Regions from separate parts of the Danio rerio genome. Here regions 1 and 2 are each linked to region 3. Evidence: chromatin contacts called from public Hi-C data. All regions are on one chromosome and are shown on one strand. Each heading gives the region's core, a stretch centred on a gene start, on an enhancer-like site or on the middle of the called end of the contact. The rest is flanking DNA. Distances are from core to core; before and after follow the strand shown. Region 1 overlaps gli2b (GLI family zinc finger 2b). Region 2 has its middle 94 kb from the start of traf3ip2b. Region 3 holds the start of gli2b (GLI family zinc finger 2b).

The links. Hi-C and Micro-C count contacts between places; a contact is called where the count stands out from the background.
Region 1: a Hi-C map of an unstated tissue shows a contact between it and region 3, with 4 times the contacts expected there. The contact joins the enhancer-like site here to the promoter of gli2b in region 3. A contact is called at or near these places in 1 of 18 Hi-C or Micro-C datasets (an unstated tissue) and 1 of 4 datasets of contacts at active chromatin or transcription factors (gastrula embryo).
Region 2: a Hi-C map of hematopoietic stem cells shows a contact between it and region 3, with 5 times the contacts expected there. The contact joins the enhancer-like site here to the promoter of gli2b in region 3. A contact is called at or near these places in 6 of 18 Hi-C or Micro-C datasets (caudal fin, embryo, fibroblasts and 2 more) and 3 of 4 datasets of contacts at active chromatin or transcription factors (caudal fin, embryo and gastrula embryo).

The regions. Positions count from the first base shown.
Region 1 is chr11:46,372,900-46,377,227 of GRCz12tu, reverse strand. The region is part of intron 9 of gli2b (GLI family zinc finger 2b); the gene reads right to left. Among named protein-coding and RNA genes, the nearest start is that of gli2b, 140 kb to the right of the region's middle. Within about 2 kb of position 2,132, at least 4 of the 62 cell types and tissues checked have an H3K27ac peak or open chromatin away from gene starts, as enhancers often do.
Region 2 is chr11:46,446,464-46,450,859 of GRCz12tu, reverse strand. No RefSeq gene overlaps it. Among named protein-coding and RNA genes, the nearest start is that of traf3ip2b, 94 kb to the left of the region's middle. Within about 2 kb of position 1,654, at least 16 of the 62 cell types and tissues checked have an H3K27ac peak or open chromatin away from gene starts, as enhancers often do.
Region 3 is chr11:46,237,307-46,241,412 of GRCz12tu, reverse strand. gli2b (GLI family zinc finger 2b) reads right to left here and starts at 1,741. Exons shown (of 14, transcript NM_001015069.1): 1 at 1,420-1,741. It also overlaps a transcript of tmem63bb not described here.

The sequences.
Region 1 (4,328 bases), core at 883-3,382, 140 kb before region 3:
GCAGAAGTTGGGACTAGCTTAACTTTTCAAGCGTTGAGGGAAGCATCAGCCAATCAGATCGCTGTATGCAAATACACCAGCTAGACAGTGGCCAATTGCTGACGGAATTTCATTAGCTGACGCTGCTATGACGGTCACTTCAGCCCAAACTTCAGACACACCTTCAGTCAAGCGTTGACACTGAAGCCCCGTGTGAATGGGGCGTTAGGAAAGAACCCCAGACTTCCCTCAGCTCCTCCGGGAGGATCCCAAGGTTACCAGGCCAGCCAAGAGACATAGTCCCTCCAGCATGTCCTGGGTCTTCCCCAAAGCCTCCTCCTAGTGGAACATGCCTGGAACACCCTAGGTAGGCGTCCAGGCGGCATCCGAAACAGATGCCTGAGCCACCTCAGCTGACTTCTCTAGATGTGGAGGAGCAGCGGCTCTACTCCGAGCTCCTCCCGGGTTTCAGAGCTCCTCACCCTGTCTAATAGTGTGCGCCCTGCCACCCCGCGAAGGAAACTGATTTCGGCAGCTTATATCTGAGATCTTGTCCTTTGAGTCATGACCCAAAGCTCATGACCATAGGTGAGAGTAGGAACTTAGTAACTTTTTTATTTCATATATTAAGGTTTTAGTTATGATACTCCCAAAATCATTCCACATAAATCCGCAGAGTCTTTACAAAATTCTCAGCAGAAATGGCAAAAAAAGTTCGCAGATTCTGTCTGGCCCTAGTGATCAGTAATGAAAGTGTCTCCAGTAATGCACAATGCTTGTTAGAGGCTTAACAAAACAGCAAGAGCTGGAGAAAATAAAGCAGTGTGTGTCTAATAGAGCCATTCATCCATCAGTGCATCTGTCAGAATGTGACGGGGTGTGTGTGTGTGTGTGTGTGTGTGTGTGTGTGTGTGTGTGTGTGTGTGTGTGACTGTGAGACAATGCAATTAACGACAAACACTTTCTAAATCCGCACTGCATTTGTTCATCTCAGGAGATCAAACAGCCGCCAGCCTGTGTGTCTCAATCACTAAAGATTCAGTGAATCAACTTTGTTCTGAACCGTCTAAATGAATCCTTTAAACACACACACATCCTGCAAAATGGAGTTTTTAATGTTCAGAGGGTCTTAAATGAAGATCTGAGAGTTCAGAAGATGATAAATGACAATTCAATCAATGAAACTGAAGGAACAAAATGTCAAATGTAAAAAAAAGAATTGATTCAAAAGAGTTGGTTAACTCTAAAACAACCTTCCTACTGTTCAGTCACATTTCATTCCTTCATTCTTTCATTCATTTATTCATTTCATTCTTATTTATTCATTCATTTTTATTCTGTGTCTTTTACACAGGAGATGCCCCTCCAGTTGCAACCCAATACTGGGAAACACCCATACACACTCATACACTACAGCCAGTTTAGTTCATCAGTTCCCCTATAGCACATGTGTTTGGACTGTGGGGGAAACCGGAGCACCCGGAGGAAACCCACACCAACACGGGGAGAACATGCAAACTCCACACTGTAATGCAAACTGACCCAGCTGGGACTCATACTAGCGACCTTCTTGCTGTGAAGCGATCGTGCTACCCACTGTGCTGCCCCTCAGTCAGATTTGTACATAAGTATAATAAAATACAGGTGATACACACAGATACACACAGGAACACACACACACGCACGCACACTCACACACACATATATATATATATATATATACTAATACGAACAAAGCCACATGTGCTTGCGCGCACACACACACACACACACACACACACACACACACACACACTGAGACTATAACACACATACTGACACACACACACAATCACTGATAACAACTTGTTACTGGTGTGTAGAGGAATAAAGAGAGATTGTGTGTATGTGTGTGTTGTGTTGAATTTGCGTGTGTGGGTGCATGCATGTGTGTGTGTGTGTGTATGTGCATGTGTTGTGTGTGAAGTGGTGTGTTTTGTGTTGAATGTGTGTGCATGCATATTGTGTTTTGTTGAATGTGCATGTGTGTTGCATGTGTTGTGTTAAATGTTTGTGCATGCATGTGTTTGTGTGTGTGTGTGTGTGTGTGTTTTTGTGTGTGTACATGTAGGTGTTTTGGACTGTACAGTATGTCCGTAAGTGCATGTGGGTGTGTGTGCCTGTGTGTGACTTTGTGTGTATGTGTGTGTCTCAGTGTGTGTGTGTGTGTGTGTGTGTGACGGACAGTCTCTTTCTCTCTCTGTACGCTCCACTGCTTGTCTGGAATGCTCCAGAAACTGCTGGTTCCCCACACAGGAGCAGTGCATGCTGGGATTGATCATCCGTCTCAGGAAAGCACATTAAACATCACACAGAGAGCAGTCAGCCGTGAACACACACACCTTTGACCCATTTCACCCCCTAAACCCAGCCACATCACTCAGTCTGATCAACAATCTGCGATTATTCTATCCTTATTATATCATTTATATTCATTTATTCATTTTCTTTTCGGCTTAGTCCCATTATTAATCAGGGTTTCCACAGTGGAATGAACCGCCAACTATTCCAACATATGTTTTACACAGCGGATGCCCTTCTAGATGCAACCCAGTACTGGGAAATACCCATACACACTCATTCACACACACACTACGGCCAATTTATTTCATCAATTCCCCTATAGCGCATGTGTTTTGACTGTGGGGTAAACCGGAGCACCCGGAGGAAACCCACGCCAACACGGGGAGAACATGCAAACTCCACACAGAAAATGCCAACTGACCCAGCCGGGACTCGAACCAGCAACCTTCTTGCTAACCACTGAGCCAGCATGTCGTCTGACTCTTATTTTAATGAACATGATGTTTCATAAATCTGTTTTGTTAAACTCTGCGTGCGTGCGTGCGTGCGTGCGTGCGTGGTACTGGGTCCGTGACATTGTTTACTTCTGCATTCTTTAAATTGTCAAGGTCTGTACTGGCCCAATAGCACCATAAGTAGTTCCGTTCTCTCATCAGTTGGAATAGAATAACTTTTGCATAGATTATGATGACATTTTTTTCCTCTGATTACTGAAATGTGCAGTAACCACCAAAATAAATGACAACAACCCAGACCACACAGAACCTAAAAGGTTTCACTTTCAAATTTGAGTCTACAAAAAAAAAAAAGAGGGGGTTCGGAGAGGTTTTTTTTATAACACAGACCACATATACAATTATTTTAATCACTTTCAACAGTGTTTTATAAAAATTTAAAGGGTTTTCTTTAAAATAAAAACCATTTTTTTTGCATTTACACCTCTGCATGTGGATTTTGGAAAGCTTTTAATATTGGGTAGGCAAAATAAAGGTGGAAACCCTAAAATAGCTCTTGACTTTAAGAGGTTAAATGCACCAGAAGTGATTGCCTATTGACCTTATTCTAAAATGCGGAAGTGCGCCTGTTTTTGTGATTGTCTTAGATCTTCCGTTTCAGTCGCCTATGGGAGAAATGACACGGAATAATAAACGGCAAAAAACGGTCAAAGTACTTGCTCTACAAAACAAATGTTTGCATGACTATACAGACCAAGTAGAATAATATAACAAGAAAATATCAGTTTGCAACATCAAACAGCGAAACGAGCAGTTTTTAATGTCTAAAAATGAATGGAAGTAAATAAGACCGGAAGTCTCGTGCCAAAAAGATTCAAATGGCAGCGCCTGCTCGTCTGCGGAGAATAAGGTCAATAATCACTGAAAAATGGATAAAAATATTCATTTTCGAAAGGGAATTTTTCACAGTATTTCCTATAATATTTTATCTTCTGGACAAAGTCTTTTTGGTTTTATTTCAGCTGAAATAAAATCTGTTTTTAATTGTTTTAAAGCCATTTTAAGGTCAATTTTATTAGCCCCTTCAGCAATATTAGTTTTGTATTGTCTCCAGCAGAGGTGGGTAGAGTATCCAAAATCTACACCCAAGTAAAAGTACTTGCGAGAATGTTTACTCAAGTAAAAGTAAAAGTAACAATCTTAAAAGTTACTCGATCAAAAGTAAAAAAAGTATTAGATGACAAAATTAACTAAACAAAATAATTATTTGAATTATTTAGCCTGATATGTTTACTGTTAAGTTTTTCTCTTCTTTTTTCATTGTGTTTTTTAACTCATTTAATCTGATTTTAATCACTGTTATCATTTGTTTTTAATTTTATTATACTTGTCTCTTATTCATGTTTATGTAAAGCTCTTTGATTTGCCGCTGTGTATGAAATGTCTTATAGAAATAAACTTGCCTTGCCTACATTACTACATTGTTCACCTGTGGTCTTCAGAAGTTGCTCAGTTTCACCTGAACAATTCAGATCATCTAGACAGACTAAT
Region 2 (4,396 bases), core at 405-2,904, 210 kb before region 3:
TTAATTATATTTAGATTGATTCAGATCATATTCAGGTGCGCATTTGCACAAAACGCATCAGTCTCCACTAGGGGGCGCGTTGTGCTGATAATCCACGGCTGAGTTTTGCACACTTGTTGCTTTCTTGTGTTATTTCACGCACTTATATTGTCTCACTGTAAGTAGGACTGTGCTGGAGTAAACCGGGCCAATGCTGATTCTATTATACACTCACATGGGAATAAAAAACACTTTTTGTGTCATCTTTAAATGCTCATTTGACTGATTTAAGCTGTTATTAAAGGTAATAAATTGAAAGCTGCATAATTCAAACTGGACTTAATTGCAAAAATAATGCAATACATTTAAAGAAATACAACAGCTTTAAATGGAGCTCATGCTAAAATTATTTGTATTTAAATTGTATCTTTTGTTTTACTACATACTTAAATTGTGTTTTATGCTGAAATACAGACTTTAATAATAAATAAAAGGTCCATAGTCGATGGACGTTTCCTATTGTTTGTCGCATTAGTATTTAATATGAATCTACTTAGTATTTAATACTAATAAACCTTAAAAAAATAAAATAAATAAATATATATATATATATATATATATATATATATATATATATATATATATATATATATATAATTAGCTTAAAGGGGCTAATATTTTATCCCAAAAATGTTTTAAAAAAATTAATAACTGCCTTGACTGTAGCCAAAATAAAACAAATAAGACTTTCTCTAGAAGAAAAAATATTATCAGACATACTGTGAAAATTTCCTTGCTCTGTTAAAAATCATTTGGGAAATATTTAAAAGAGAAAAAAGGGGGCTAATAATTCTGACTTCGTGTGTGTGTAATAACATACTATGAAAAAATGTTTCAATAAATTTTAAACAAAAAATATGTAGCCATTTATTCACATTATGATGAATAATTATACCTGAAGCCATTTGTTTCCTGATTAAAAAAAAAGACCTTGCACTTAAAAGTTTGCTCATATTTTTACAGTCAAGACTACATTTGTGAAAATGATTTTTTTTCAAAGGATTAATAATTTTTTTGAGCTCACTACACTTGAAATCTTAAGTATATGCATTTTCATGGTACATAGTTAAATTGACTCGTATTTGTAAGTGACAAGACCAAAATGCTAAATTTTAAGTTATGTTTAGTCAACTTAACTTAATGGCTTATGTAAAGACAACATTCGGGTTAACAGTGCAGAAATAAAGGTGAATTAAATATATAATAAATTTAACTGTTAAAAGCTATTAGTTACTAGTTAGGTAAAGTTATTAGTAACTAGTAAAGCAATGGTAACTTATAACCCTATAACCGAATGTGATTGTAATGCAATAATGTTCGCCTGTTGTAAAGCAGCACGTTGTAAAAATCACTATACAAATAGACTCAAATGAAACTGAACTGAATGAATATCAATATCTTCAACTGGATCTCATGCAGCATCATTTAGTGAAGTATTGATTGTGAATTAGAGTTGGCGGTGTTGCTTTACAGAGCGCTCTGTGTGTCTGTTGTGATTTAGCGCCGCTGTAAAGCATGTCTTCCTCTGAGCTGCTGGATTTATGATAGTGTTCGGCTCCAGGCCTCAGATCTGCTTCAGCTCGGGCCACCTTTGACCCCAGGGCCGCCGGGACTCCAGCTCCGCCCTGATTGGCTGAGAGCAGGATTTGAAGCGTTTTTTGCTCGGTGTATTTAAGAGCGACTGGGCCGCGGCCAGAGCGCACATCTGTTTCAAATTGCCACCTCTGCTAATTACGTGCGATTTCTTTTGTTTGTTATTGTTTGCTTTGTGATCCATAAACAAGGTTTAATGGCGGAGGCCTGCGCCGCATCACCGGGGGGCATGTTTGCGCTTCGCTTTCATGTCTCGCAGTAAAATGACCCGTTTCTTTTTTTTGTGAAATATGAAAAGAGAAATGCGCAGATTACTTTGTGCACTGCCAAACATGTTTCCTAACGTTTAATCTAACAGCTCGGAGGATACTGAATGATTTTGATCCACCGGTGTTTATTTGCATGCACTGTCAAAAAGTCAAGACAACAAAAATGTTCATGTTGAGTTAATCAGATTTTAACTACATTTTTAAAGAGCCCCTATTATAGGTTATTGAAAATGATCTGTGTAACACAGCTCTGAGTGAATGAACACATCCAGGTTTAAATCTGAAAGTGCTCCTTGTTTAAAACTATTGACTCTTTAGTCGACTCAGAGTTGAATAAACGAATCGTGTTGGGTTCGGATTAGGGCTGCAACAACGAATCAATTAAATTGATAAAAATCGATTATGGCAGTGGCGCAGTAGGTAGTGCTGTCGCCTCACAGCAAGAAGGTCGCTGGTTCGAACCTCGACTCAGTTGGCGTTTCTGTGTGGAGTATGCATGTTCTCCCTGCGTTCGCGTGGGTTTCCTCCGGGTGCTCCGGTTTCCCCCACAGTCCAAAGACATGCGGTACAGGTGAATTGGGTAGGCTAAATTGTCCGTAGTGTATGAGTGTGTGTGTGAATCTGTGTGTGGATGTTTCCCAGAGATGGGTTGCGGCTGGAAGGGCATCCGCTGTGTAAAAACTTGCTGGATAAGTTGGCGGTTCATTCCCCTGTGGCGACCCCGGATTAATAAAGGGACTAAGCCGACAAGAAAATGAATGAATGAATGAATTTTTTACACTGACACGTATTTGATTATCAGATTTATTAAACTGCAATGGTAATTATACACACAATAGGAAATAAAGATTACGTCAAACAATTTGGTAAACAAAGACAAACAGCGTACGACACCGTAACATAACTAAAGACAATTATAAAAGGTAACAAAATAACACTGCCAAAATAATACACCTGAGAACAAACAATAGATTTATAAGACCAAAAACTGTCCGTTAGATATGCACAAGATGTATTAAATAACATGTTAACAAAAATGGAGTGATGAGGTATAGCGGTACATCCGAGATGGCCTGGCCGAAGTAAAGCTGCTCTGGCGGGGGAGCTGATGACGGAGCTCCCGCTGGCAGGCTGGGAGTCAGAGTCCGCATAAGTTGAGCCACATCGTTAAAGAAGCGCTATCTTTGTGAATAAACTGCTGATTCGAGTTTAAAACAACTACATTCTCACCTGAAAACTCTTAAAACTTTATTTTGTGAAACAGTAAAGGAGTATTTTTAAAACCGTGCTGGTTTCCTCCTTGCTGGTTACGCTGCAATGCATTCTGGGATACCTGAGCTTCGCAAGTTCGCACAAGTCACCTCTCGATGCATTCTTGGCCAAAGGGGCAGAGCAAGTACACGGTTGATGACGTTTCACGAGGACACAAGAATGCAAGTACAGACAAGAACGCATATTGAGAAACAGCCTCAGTCAGCCTCCTGCCTGCTCTCTAACACAAAATCTGACAAGTGTCTGTAACGAGTGAAAACGGGGTGCGGCTCCTTTAAGAGACATCGCTATTGCGTGTGTCTATGTGAGTGCGTGAATGTGTGAACTGTTTGTAAAGCGCATGACTTTCTTTTTCTCTGATGCTCGGATTAAGTTATTTTCTGTAATATATCTTGACAGAAGAACAAAGCACAAGATGTGGGATGCTACCTGTGTGAGCCTTGATTTATTTTTCTGATGCTACACGAGTTAGATGAGCTATCCTGAATTTTTTTTCAATTCAACGCATTACTCGGCATCTTTCTAGAAAATTTAAGCGACTTCTATAGAAAACACGGCTCGAAATTGCGACCATTTTGGACGCATATGCACTCGAAATTTAAGCTATGCGACCTCATAATATATATTGGGAGCATTCATGCGACTGCATATAATGGTTGTAGTGTGATCTGTTTTTGTTTTTTTCTAAAAACGTGGTAACACCGCTATATTGGTTCATATTAGCTGTCAATCACTCAAGACTTTCCGCTGTCAGATGACAGGGAGGGAGCTTTTGTGACCGCGGGGAAACGGCTGAAGAGTGAAAAGTACACGGACTCTCGATGCGTTGCATGCTGCGTGTTCAGCCAACACATTCTCACAGCAATTAGTAACTTTTTCATACGTTTCCTCGTGAGATCAGACTGCGACAGCGCAAATGTCCGCTAAAACACCATCGCCAAAGAAGCTCGCCTTTACTGAGTTTAAACTGATGCGGATTATAACAAAGAACAGTATTGCGCCGGTGGGCATCGGGAGAATCCTGCTCTGCCCCCCTCATATAATGGGCCGGCTGACTCGCATGCTTTTCCGCAAACACAGAAAGATGTAATTCAGCGAGTAACGAGGCTGAGCATTAAAACGACACGAACCGAAACCAAAACTTTTAAAAGTGAGACTTTTCTTTCTTTCTTTTGTCCGTTCTTTCTTGAGGTGTTTATTATTTTTCTATTTAATTACTGATG
Region 3 (4,106 bases), core at 492-2,991:
GGTTGGGTCAAAAATGTATAAGTTGTACTTAACAAATCGATCCATGCATTTTTTTACAATATATTAAGATATTGTCTGTTTATTAGTACTTATAAAGTTACTTATTCTGCATTTCTAATATATATTCCCTACCAACTACCTTAATAATTATTATTAAACAACAAATTTATAGTTTATTGAGCTAAAAGTTAATGATTTGTTAATAGCAAATATCTGTATAAAGTTAATTATTCTACACCCCCAATACCTATTCTTAACTTCTACCTAAATAATTATTATTAAACAGCAAATTAGTAGTTTATTAAGCTAAAAGTCTCAGTTAGTGGATTGTTAATAGCCAAAAATGGCATCTTACATTAAAAAAAAAAGATGTTTGTCAAACTATTTATTTTAAAATGAGCTGAAAAAACAAAATTATTCAGGATTTTTTTGGAACAACTTAATTATTTTATGCTTAATCCACTTAAATTTGTAGTAGTAAGTCAACTTAATTTCTTCATGTTGTACTAAACAAAAATCTATTGTGTAAAATCATGCATTTTTACAATGCATGCATATATTGTCTGTTTATTAGTACTCATAAAGTTTCTTATTCTACATCCCTAATACCTTATTTATATCATTAAACGGCCAATTAGTAGTTTAGTAAGCTAAAAGTCTCAGTTAATGGTTTGTTAATAGCATAAATCTGTCTCTTAAGATATTTTCTGTTTATTAGTACTTATAAAGTCTCCTATTCTACATCCTTAATCCAAACTACCACCATATTAACTATAATTAAACAGCAAATTATTGGTTTATCGAGCTAAAAGTCTCAGTTAATTGTTTGTTAATAGCAAAAAAATGTGTATATTAGGATATTGTATGTTTATTAGTACTTATAAAGTTTCTTATTTTACACCCTTAATCCCAACAACAACCTTGCTAATTATTATTAAACAGCAAATTAGTAGTTTATTGCGCTAAAAGTCTCAGTAACTGTTTTATTAATAGCGAAAAAAATATATACTAAAATAAAATGTGAAGTAAAAGTTAATTTATATGCAGGTTAAAACAACCCAAGATTTTTTATTTAATTTTTTTGCATGAAATGTGAACAAGCATATAACGAGCGACCTAAAGCACACACACAGACTCTTTCTAGCACGCCTGGATGAGTAGATGTGTTCAGGATTGGTGCCTGGCACCTTCTGATCGCATCTTCCCCCATATGGATCAAATTGCAGGAGAATGTTTGGGATTCCAGTGTCAGGAGTCAAACAAGAGTCGAAAATCTCGTCTCTCCTCATCTACGATGCACTTTTAAACAACACACGCCTCAACAATAAACTTAAAACATCACGAGTCAAAACTAAAACACACTCAGATCTCCGCTAAAATATAAACATGCGCGTCCAAGCGTGTGTAGAAATGCCTTACCAGCTGTGAAGAGTGAACCAAAGCTCGCAAACACGATCAAACTCTTTCTTCACTGCAAACTTTCTGGCTCCAGCAAACAGAAGCGCGTCCCGCGAACATCCATCAAAACACGAGCGGAGAGCAGCACGGATTCAGCACATCTGCGGCGGGAATCATTCACAGAAAGTTCACTTTCTCCAACTTTTAGGCTCCATCAGTGAGAACGAGCGAGTCAAGTTGTGTTGGGCGGGATCATGTGTTGGGGAGCGCGCGGACGAGCGGGGAACTTTGGGAAATAAAAACAGCACAAGAGTTTTTGGAGAGCGCGACTGTTTGCGGTGAGACCCCGGGGTGATCTGTTTTCAACTCTCTCTCTCTCTCTCTCTCTCTCTCTCTCTCTCTCTCTCTCTCTCTCTCTCTCTCTCTCTCTCTCTCTCTCATGGGTCGGGCTTCTTCACACTGAACTCAACGCGGATGACAAAAGTTACAAGTTTTTCACAAGGTCATGCTGAAAAAATCTAATGTTGCATGAAAACCCACATAAATAAAAATACCACCGTGTTTTTGAACCATATTACACTGCCTGATATGTGTATATTACAGAATGTATGCTAATCAATGTTACAACAGCATAAAAACTGGAGTATTCTTTAATAAATGCTGTAAACTTTAGGTTTTACTACAGTAAATCATGGTGTATTGTATACAATTAGTGTAGTAAAATCTAAAAGTAACTATATCCACAAGGCCATGCAGAAAACACATCTAATGTTGCATGAAAGAAAAATACTGCAGGAAATACTATAGTGTTATTTAATACTGTTATACTATATTTTAGTTGTTTTTACAGTAAATTGTCCTGTATTGTGTAGTTTTTCAGAAAATCATGCTTTAAAAAATGTTATGTTGCATGAAAACCCACATAAAGAAAAATACAGTGTTTTTGAAACTGTAGTATTGTATTATAAATGTTGTATACTTTAAATTTCACTACAGTAAATCATGGTGTATTGTGTACAATTAGTGTAGTAAAACCAAAAACTAACTATATCCACAAGGCCATGCAGAAAACACATCTAATAGTGCATGAAAGAAAAATACTACAGTAAATATAGAGTGTTTTTGAAACTGTAGTATTCTATTATAAATGTTGTATACTTCAAATTTACTACAGTAAATCATGGTGTATTTTATACAATTAGTGTAGAAAAATCTAAAATTAACTATATCCAAAAGGCCATGCAGAAAACACATCTAATGTTGCATGAAAGAAAAATACTGCAATAAATACTAGTGTTTTTGAACCATATAATAGTTACCAACATGAAAAAATACTACAGTAAATACTATAGTGTTAATAAATACTGCAGTGTACATTATATACTATACTTTAGTCCTTACTACAGTAAATTGTCATGTATAGTTTTTCACAATGTCATGCTGAAAAAAAATGTTATGTTGCATGAAAACCCACATAAAGAAAAATACAGTGTTTTTGAAACTGTAGTATTCTTAAATGAATGCTGTAAACTTTAGATTTCACTACAGTGTGCTGCGTCCGACAGATTGCACTATCATGTTTTTCTCTTTTTCTTCATTCTTTTATATCACATTTTACCTGTTGTTATGTTTTGTTTTGTTTTTACGCATTTTTATTATTTGTTTTTATATTTATTTTACTTGTTTCTTTTATTCTTGTTTATGTAAAGCACTTTGAATTGCCATTGTGTATGAAATGTGCTATATAAATAAACTTGCCTTGCCTTGCCTTACAGTAAATCATGGTGTATTGTGTACAATTAGTGTAGTAAAATCTAAAACTAACTATATCCACAAGTCATGCTGAAAACACATCTAATGTTGCATGAAAGAAAAATACTGCAATAAATACTAGTGTTTTTGAACCATATAATAGTTACCAACATGAAAAAATACTACAGTAAATACTATAGTGTTAATAAATACTGCAGTGTACATTATATACTATACTTTAGTCCTTACTACAGTAAATTGTCCTGTATTGTATAGTTTTTCACAATGTCATGCTGAAAAAAAATGTTATGTTGCATGAAAACCCACATAAAGAAAAATACAGTGTTTTTGAAACTGTAGTATTCTTTAATAAATGCTGTAAACTTTAGATTTCACTATAGTAAATCATGGTGTATTGTGTACAGTTAGTGTGGTAAAATCTAAAAGTAACTATATCCACAAGGCCATGCAGAAAACACATCTAATGTTGCATGAAAGAAAAATACTGCAGGAAATACTATAGTGTTATTTAATACTGCAGTGTACATTATATACTATACTTTAGGCATTACTACAGTAAATTGTCGAGTATTGTATAGTTCTTCACAAGGGCATGCTTAAAAAAATGTTATGTTGCATGAAAACCCACATTAAAAAATACTACAGTGTTTTTGAAACTGTAGTATTCTTTAATGAATGTTGTTTACTTTAAATTTCACTACAGTAAATCATGGTGTATTGTATACAATTAGTGTAGTAAAATCTAAAACTCACTATATCCACAAGGCCATGCAGAAAACACATCTAATGTTGCATGAAAGAAAAATACTACAGTAAATACTATAGTGTAATCAACTACTGTTATATACTATATTTTAGTTGTTTTTACAGTAAATTGTCCTGTATTGTATAGTTTTTCACAAGGTCATGCTTTAAAAAATGTTATGTTGCATGAA